Linked DNA regions of Cyprinus carpio: region 2 is linked to region 1. A link is a contact called in public Hi-C data. All regions are on one chromosome and are shown on one strand. Each heading gives the region's core, a stretch centred on a gene start, on an enhancer-like site or on the middle of the called end of the contact. The rest is flanking DNA. Distances are from core to core; before and after follow the strand shown.

What was found. A called contact is a pair of places that touch in the nucleus more often than the background predicts.
Region 2: a contact with region 1 is called in a Hi-C map of liver, with 5 times the contacts expected there. The contact joins the promoter of LOC109073999 here to the enhancer-like site in region 1. A contact is called at or near these places in 3 of 8 Hi-C or Micro-C datasets (liver and skeletal muscle).

The regions. Positions count from the first base shown.
Region 1 is chrA2:7,783,036-7,786,588 of ASM1834038v1, forward strand. No RefSeq gene overlaps it. Among protein-coding and RNA genes, the nearest start is that of LOC109073999, 37 kb to the right of the region's middle. Within about 2 kb of position 1,741, at least 1 of the 8 cell types and tissues checked has an H3K27ac peak or open chromatin away from gene starts, as enhancers often do. A contact at or near this core is called in liver, where this site is marked.
Region 2 is chrA2:7,820,262-7,824,052 of ASM1834038v1, forward strand. LOC109073999 (CDK5 and ABL1 enzyme substrate 1-like) reads right to left here and starts at 1,468. Exons shown (of 8, transcript XM_042771193.1): 1 at 701-1,468. The coding sequence starts at 1,242.

The DNA.
Region 1 (3,553 bases), core at 491-2,990:
AACGATTCAGGTGCCTGAGTGAACTGCCCGAAAGAATCAATCTGAATCATGAACAATTTTAGAACTTTTTGCAAACTCGTTTGACCAATTAGAACGATCAATTCTCAAATATGGCATCGCTTGTTTTGATTCTAAACATAGAATAGAAAGCACACATGACATAATTGCCGAAATTTTATCATTGTCAGACAATGATTTATCAGCAATATTTTGCAATCAATTCTAATTAGGTACTCGGCAAATTGCTGTTTTTATTTTAACCGAGCGGTGGCGCCACATACTCTCATCTGAACTGCCAAACTGAGAAAATAAAATAATCTACACGCATCCTTATATCAGTTCTGTAATTACAAATTACATTACAAATTCACCATTCTGCATTCTTTTATTAAAAAAAAGTAAATCTGCCTGAACACTTGAGATGATCGTTTGTTGTGCACACAGTCAAGGGCATTAATGGGCTTTGAAAAAAAGAATGTTATGTAATGTTATGTTAAAACACAAACATGATAATACTGATAAAAGAGTCATACTAGACATCCTACGGATCAAAAGCTATGGCAGTGTCTGACCTGAGCTGACTGCCTCCAAAGAGTTGTTGTCATACTAGCTGCCAATTCATGATTTATTAATATGTTTCTGTCTTGCCCCATGTGGTGGAGAGACAATGAAATATTGATTTCCTCTGGTTTAGGCTTGCAGTAAAGACAAGGTTCTAATTTTTTATGTAAGCATTTTAAATGTCCCTTTTGAGACCCCCACTAGCCAACAGCAGTAGTTAGGAAGTATGGTGTTTTGCTCTGTATAAAAAGTAACATCTCAACAAAATTAGTTCACATTACAAAAGTGCTAAGTTTTGTTCCAAAGGATGTAGAAGTCTTACTTCTGCCTCCCACTTTCTGACCATGGCAATTCTTGCAGTTTAAAGCCAGCTTATATTTATACATTGAAAAGCCACTAAAGGGACTGTCTGGTGTCACTCTGAACGTTGTTATTTGTATTGGTGGTTCATTAGGGGTTAAAGGGCAACACACAGTCATAAACTTCACATCTGCGTACGCTGATTATATAAATGTTCCACTTGCACAGGCAATGTTCACCAATCACACCCATCATCTTAAGAAATGCAATAACCCAACTTGTAATATGGCACCACAATTTGCAAACTTATAATACTGAATATTTGTAATATTTTAATATTTATATTTTTATATTTTAATTGTGCTGCAAGGGCCCTATAGTTCGAAACAAAGTCCAATAAAAAAAAAAACTGATTCATTCTTTAATAAATAAATAAATAAATAATAAAGTATGAAAACTGCAAATATCAAAATAAAAATATAGTAGCTATATAAAAGGCAGCATTATTATCAGCATTATTATCCATAATTATTAGGTTAAAAACCAGGCATTATTTATTTGTATTTCCTTCTATTTTTCCTATTCTATTTTTATATCTATTTTTAACCATTAATTCAAATCCAAATGGCAAACATATTCGTCTACCTTTTCCGTCTTCTAAATAAAATGGACTAGAACTCGGGATCTGTAATGTGGAGCCCAAAAGATTTCAAAGCACCATTAATAAATAAGCGTCTGGAATTCAGTGTCTTCTTTTTCCGTCATTGGCTCACAGTTACTGGGGTCATTTGACAGGAGAACAGGCCACAGGTGGAGTGAAAGGAACCGGATAGCCAATAAGATAGCCATCTCAAGTCCAGGAGGCCAGGATCAGATTCGTCGGCCCATCTCCAGCACTTTCCCGGGAAGCGTGTATGTGTCGTTTCATTCAGAGCCACCTCTGGCCAAACTTCACAAGGCCACATTCAGTTAGGCCTATTGAAAATGCTTTCAAACACTTCCTTGTTTACAAACTGCCTTATGAGCACATGGAGCGGAACCAAGAGGGTAAAACTGAGTCACTGCAGCCAGAGGAAGGAGATGAATTGCCACCTCAGCCAAAATTCCGAGCATTTGAAAAGGAAGCGAATGGACGCATGCATACTTTGATGAATTACACATATTTCTCCACAATGAGGGTGACCAACACGTGTCCAGGAAAGATACAGGAATTTCAAATCAGGAAAGGGCTTTTATTGTTGGCTGAAGGGGGAATTAGTTGGTGAATGGGGAGGGCTAAGCTACATACGCCGTGTCCGCAGTTAGGCCCATGTGTTTGTTTTTATCGCTGCATGAGACTGGTGTGACCGGGGCCTTGTTTACCTTGGAGCTGTGTCAGAATTCATTCTCTGCTAGAAACCCTTTTTCTCGATTGCATCAGAGCTATGGGAACAACATTTCCAGAGCCCATCTGATGCTTTGGCTGCTGCTCTGAAGTTCTTTTTACAAAATATTAGTGACTTGATATTTATACCCATTTGACTAAGAACTGTGTTTTGCTTCAAATTCTGACAGATACACACATGCACACGTGTATATATACACCCACTGGCCACTTTATTAGGTACACCTTGCTAGTACCTGGTTGGACCCCCTTTTGCCTTCAGAACTGTCTTAATTCTTTGTGGCATAGATTCAACAAGGTGTTGGTTCACTTTTTTGGTGATTTTGTTAATTTTTGAAATGATAGTATTGCTCTTTTGCTGTTGGTTTGTAGGGTGTTTATACATGATGCAAATCTCCTGTTCCACTACATCCCAAAGCTGCTCTATTGGACTGAGATCTGGTGACTGTGGAGGCCATTTGAGTAAAGTGAACTCATTGTCATGTTCAAGAAACCAGTCTGAGATGATTTGAGCTTTGTGACATGGTGCATTATCCTGCTGGAAGTAGCCATCAGAAGATGGGGACACTGTAGTCATAAAGGGATGGACATGGTCAACAACAATACTCAGGTAGCCTGAGGCGTTTAAACGATGCTCAATTGGTACTAAGGCAGGATGGATCCATGCTTTCATGTTCTTTACGCCAAATTCTGACCCTACCATCTGAATGTCACAGCAGAAATGAAGACTCATCAGACCAGGCAACGTTTTTCCAATCTAATCTTCTATTGTTCAATTTTGGTGAGCCTGTGAGAATTGTAGCCTCCGTTTCCAGTTCTTAGCTGACAGGAGCGGCACCCGGTGTGGTCTTCTGCTGCTGTAGCCCATCTACTTCAGGGTTTGATGTGTTGTGCATTCAGAGATGGTATTCTGAATACCTTGGTTGTAACGAGTGGTTATTTGAGTTACTGTTGCCTTTCTATCATCTCTAACCAGTCTGCCCATTCTCCTCTGACCTCTGACATCAACAAGGCATTTCGTCCACACAACTGCCTCTCACTGGATATTTTCTCTTTTTTGGACCATTCTCTGTAAACCCTAGAGATGGTTGTGCTGAAAATCCCAGTAGATCAGCAGTTTTTGAAATATTCAGACCAGCCTGTCTGGCACCAACAACCATTCCACGTTCAAAGTAACTTAAATCCCCTTTCTTTCCATTCTGATGCATTCTATCTCCTTCTTCTCTTCTTGTCGTTTTCTTCCTTTGTCTTTCTTTTTATGATGGTTTGAACTTCAGCAAGTCGTCTTCACCACATCTAGATGCCTAA
Region 2 (3,791 bases), core at 218-2,717, 37 kb after region 1:
TATCCCACCTCAATAGCTACATTGTGAAACACTTTTGCAATACAACATGAACACAAATAGTATACTGTATCAAACAATTAACCCAACAACTGACCTTTAAGTCCATAATGATACCTAATATAAAGTGGGACCTGTGTACTGTCAGGATTTATTAAGTTTGAAAAGTGCCATAAGTGTCTTTACATTAGAGTATTCATTTTACAGTGTAAATGCAAATGTTAGTACTTTGCTGGTGTATTACTATTTTAAATGATAATTTTACATTATTAAAGAATTGTGTGTAATACAAAAACAGACAAGTGCCCCCCAAAACTATTTGGACACTTATACCACAAAATATATTAAGGTAATTCTATTAAATATACTAGTAAATATCAACCCAAATTGCATTTATTTTAAAGAAAGACAGTACTAGTTTATTGTGGTTACTCTGCTAACATATAAGTGAACTTGAGAAGTGATTTCATACATCCTCTAGAAATCACCCTGATATTAGTTGGATAAAAGCACTTGATTCAAATTGTTTATACCCATCAACACCAATGTAATCCTACAGGTGTGCTTAGTTTAATAGATTTGTTGGTTTATTTGCATATGCAATAACACAAATGAACAACTTGGATGGTAATACTTCATGGAGCACCTTGCTATATTACTGTTATAATTAATGACCTGAGCTCATCTCAGTGCATAAGGTTACCTGGATCTCTGCAGTTCCAGGGCAGAGTTGGCTATTTGCCCTCCATCTAGACCGCAGTAGTTCTGGCTGGACTGCCTGGAGTAGGACACAGGCAGGATTCCCTGAGTGTACGTCTGAAGTCTCCCTCTCGTAGCCGGTGGCACTGCTGAAAAGGGGGAGCTGAACACGGACTGGAGCACCTGAGAGCCGCACACATCCTCCTCCGCATCCGCTCCGCACGCTGGAGGAGGAGGAGCAGCAGCAGCGGCTGCGGCGGCCGCGTTGGGACCCGTGATCCCTGCCAGGAAACCAGCAGCTCGGGCACTGCTGAGAGCCTGGCTCGCTGCTGCGGCCAATGCCTGCTGGCCCACTGCAGAAACCAGGCTCTGTCTAGTCCTAGGGCTATCCTCATCCTCGGGCTGATTTTCCCCGTCATCCTCCACGGGTCGTCCGTCCAGAGAGATGTTGCTGAGGAATGAGAGTGCAGCTTGTCTCCGTGGATCTATTACGCGCTTCCGTGTGTGCTCCGGACTGGAGGGCTTCATCTGCAGCGCGCTCGCCATTACGCGTGGGATAGTGCGTGTTTGTCAACGGAGAGGGTTCATAGTGATTGTTTGGATGTGGGGTGAAATTGCTGGTCAAAGAGCCATGGCGTTGGCTTTTAAGTGCCTGCTGGGTTTTACTGTGAGTGTGTGTACAGAAAAACTGGGTCACGTGTGTGCAGTATTGTGGAAGCAGGAGCTTCAGTCTGGCCAATGGACAGTCGTGAGAAGGGGGCGGTGTTCCAAAACTTAGTGAGTCGCCTAACCAGACAGCAGAGAGTTGGTTTAGTTCTTTTAGCTGAACGACGGGTTCTGAGCACGCTTTCGCTGCTAAAAATGCTGTCTACAGTAGGCGGCTCGGTACGTTTTGAGACACAGCCTCTGTGTTTTTACCCTCTGCCTTCAGTTTCGCTCCGCCCTTCTGAGCTACTTGGACAGGACATTAAAAATTACGTAAAAGTAAACATTTTAGGTACGAACGGTACAAGGTAGCACGAGATATCGATGTCCTTTTAGATATCGTTATTGTGTCTTAAAATACAATTTAAATTCAAACATTTGAAAATAGACTTCTTAAGACTTTTAAACATTTAATATATAGGCTATGTATCGAATTTCACTTGGGTCAATAACGATGTACCCTGCTTAAGTACATCTTTATAAGTAATTCTATAGTATTATGTAATTGTGTTGTCGTTGAAATATGGTTAAATATGGTTGAGGATAGTGTAGAATGATGTAGAATGTTATCATAAATAATAATAAAAGTCAACAACAACGAAAGACTTTAATATAATTGAAATGTATGTCAGTTATGTAAATATATTTGAAATTATTGCAAATTTGTAATGATGAAGTTGCAATTTATTGATATTTACTTTAAGTGTAATATCAAAAACAGATAAAATGAAAATCAAATACATGTGCTTAGTATGTTAGACAATACATCAAAATAAGCGCACTTCATTAATGTATGACTAAAGATTATTAAAACAATGTTTTAAAATTGTAATTTTAAGCAAAACATTTACGTCAAAATGATTACAAAAGTGCACTTTTTAAAAGTGTTCTTAAGTATAGTCATGAAGTAGGCCTACACAAGTGCACATTAAATGTGTGGCTCAGTAACCATGCTCCTAAACATATCTTATATTTTAAGATGGATTGTCTGGCGGGATAGATTTACTGAACGTGACATGAGTTATAAAAACACTGTGTGAGTGTTAATGGATTCCTCTTCAACTCAAGTACCTAAGCTGAAATGACAAAACTCCACTTGATGGCACAATTTATGACAAGAACAACTAGATTTCCTAGTTGCACAAAAAGCCTGGCTATTTTTTATTTATTATTATTATTATTATTATTATTATTATTATTATTATTATTATTATTATTATTTTAAAGATTGTCTGTTTGATAGCAGTAATTTTCAAAGTCACACCGCCATCTAGTGCTTAATAAAGTTATATGCACATGCCTGGAAGTTATGTGGCGATTATGATTGCGAAGGATTTCTTTGAGATGTTCACTAGATGGTGCCAGAGTGTAGCCTAATAGATAGATTTCCGTGATGAAATGAATGAGGGAGGTGATATAAACCAGTGGTGAAATATTTGAGATCCAAGTTCATTTGCCGTTTGTAACAGATACTCCGGAATTCTTTCTCAATCAGATTCCTAGCACTCAGTAGGCGTTTATGAAGCAAATGAGGTGAAAAGAGTGATGCAAATTGGGAAGATTGCGGTTTTTATGTCATGTGCACAGCTGGTTACATGGTCGGATAGTTACTCCCATCTAAAACATAGTTTTATGAGCTCGAATAAACGGACTGCATGAAATATTTGTACTTTAAAAACAAATTTGTCATACTGCACAACAACGTAAGTGAAGGGCAAAAGCAGTTTTAAAATTGTGAAAAAAGAAAAAAACAACAACAACATATAAATCATAGCACCTAAAATATACACTTTTATTTTTACATGTAGCCTACTGTACATTAAACATAATAAACTCTGTGTAAAACAATTGTTTCTGTAAAAATTATTGTTCAACTATTTCTATATACTGTATATGTATGTATGTATGACAAATGATATCGCCATTTATATCATTTTCCACTGATTTGGCCAACTTAATGAAGGAGATTCATGTAAATGTGGACTACAACATCCATGCTCCAGTAAGAGTGGGTGGTCCCTTTGCTCTGTCATCTGGTCAGACTTCTTCCCCACTGATAACCTCCCTCGGTCAGAAGCACTCAGGTCAATGACATTATTCTAACATGCTGAGTTAACCACGTTATGGTAATGACAGATACTCAAGCAAAGAAATACGAAAGCAATTCCTTCACTACGGAAGCCGTTTAGTTTTTTTTTCTCTCTCTCTCTCTCTCTTTCTGGACAGAATCTTTGTATATCAGCCATAGTTTTCAGGGGACAAAAAAGTTGGAAAGACTATTGTGTTGGACAGACAAAGTCAAACATAAATATTAAACGCCAATAAACAAGACCTACTTTCACTTTACACTCCTAATTTGACAGATCCTCAATTGGTTGCACATTCTGTGC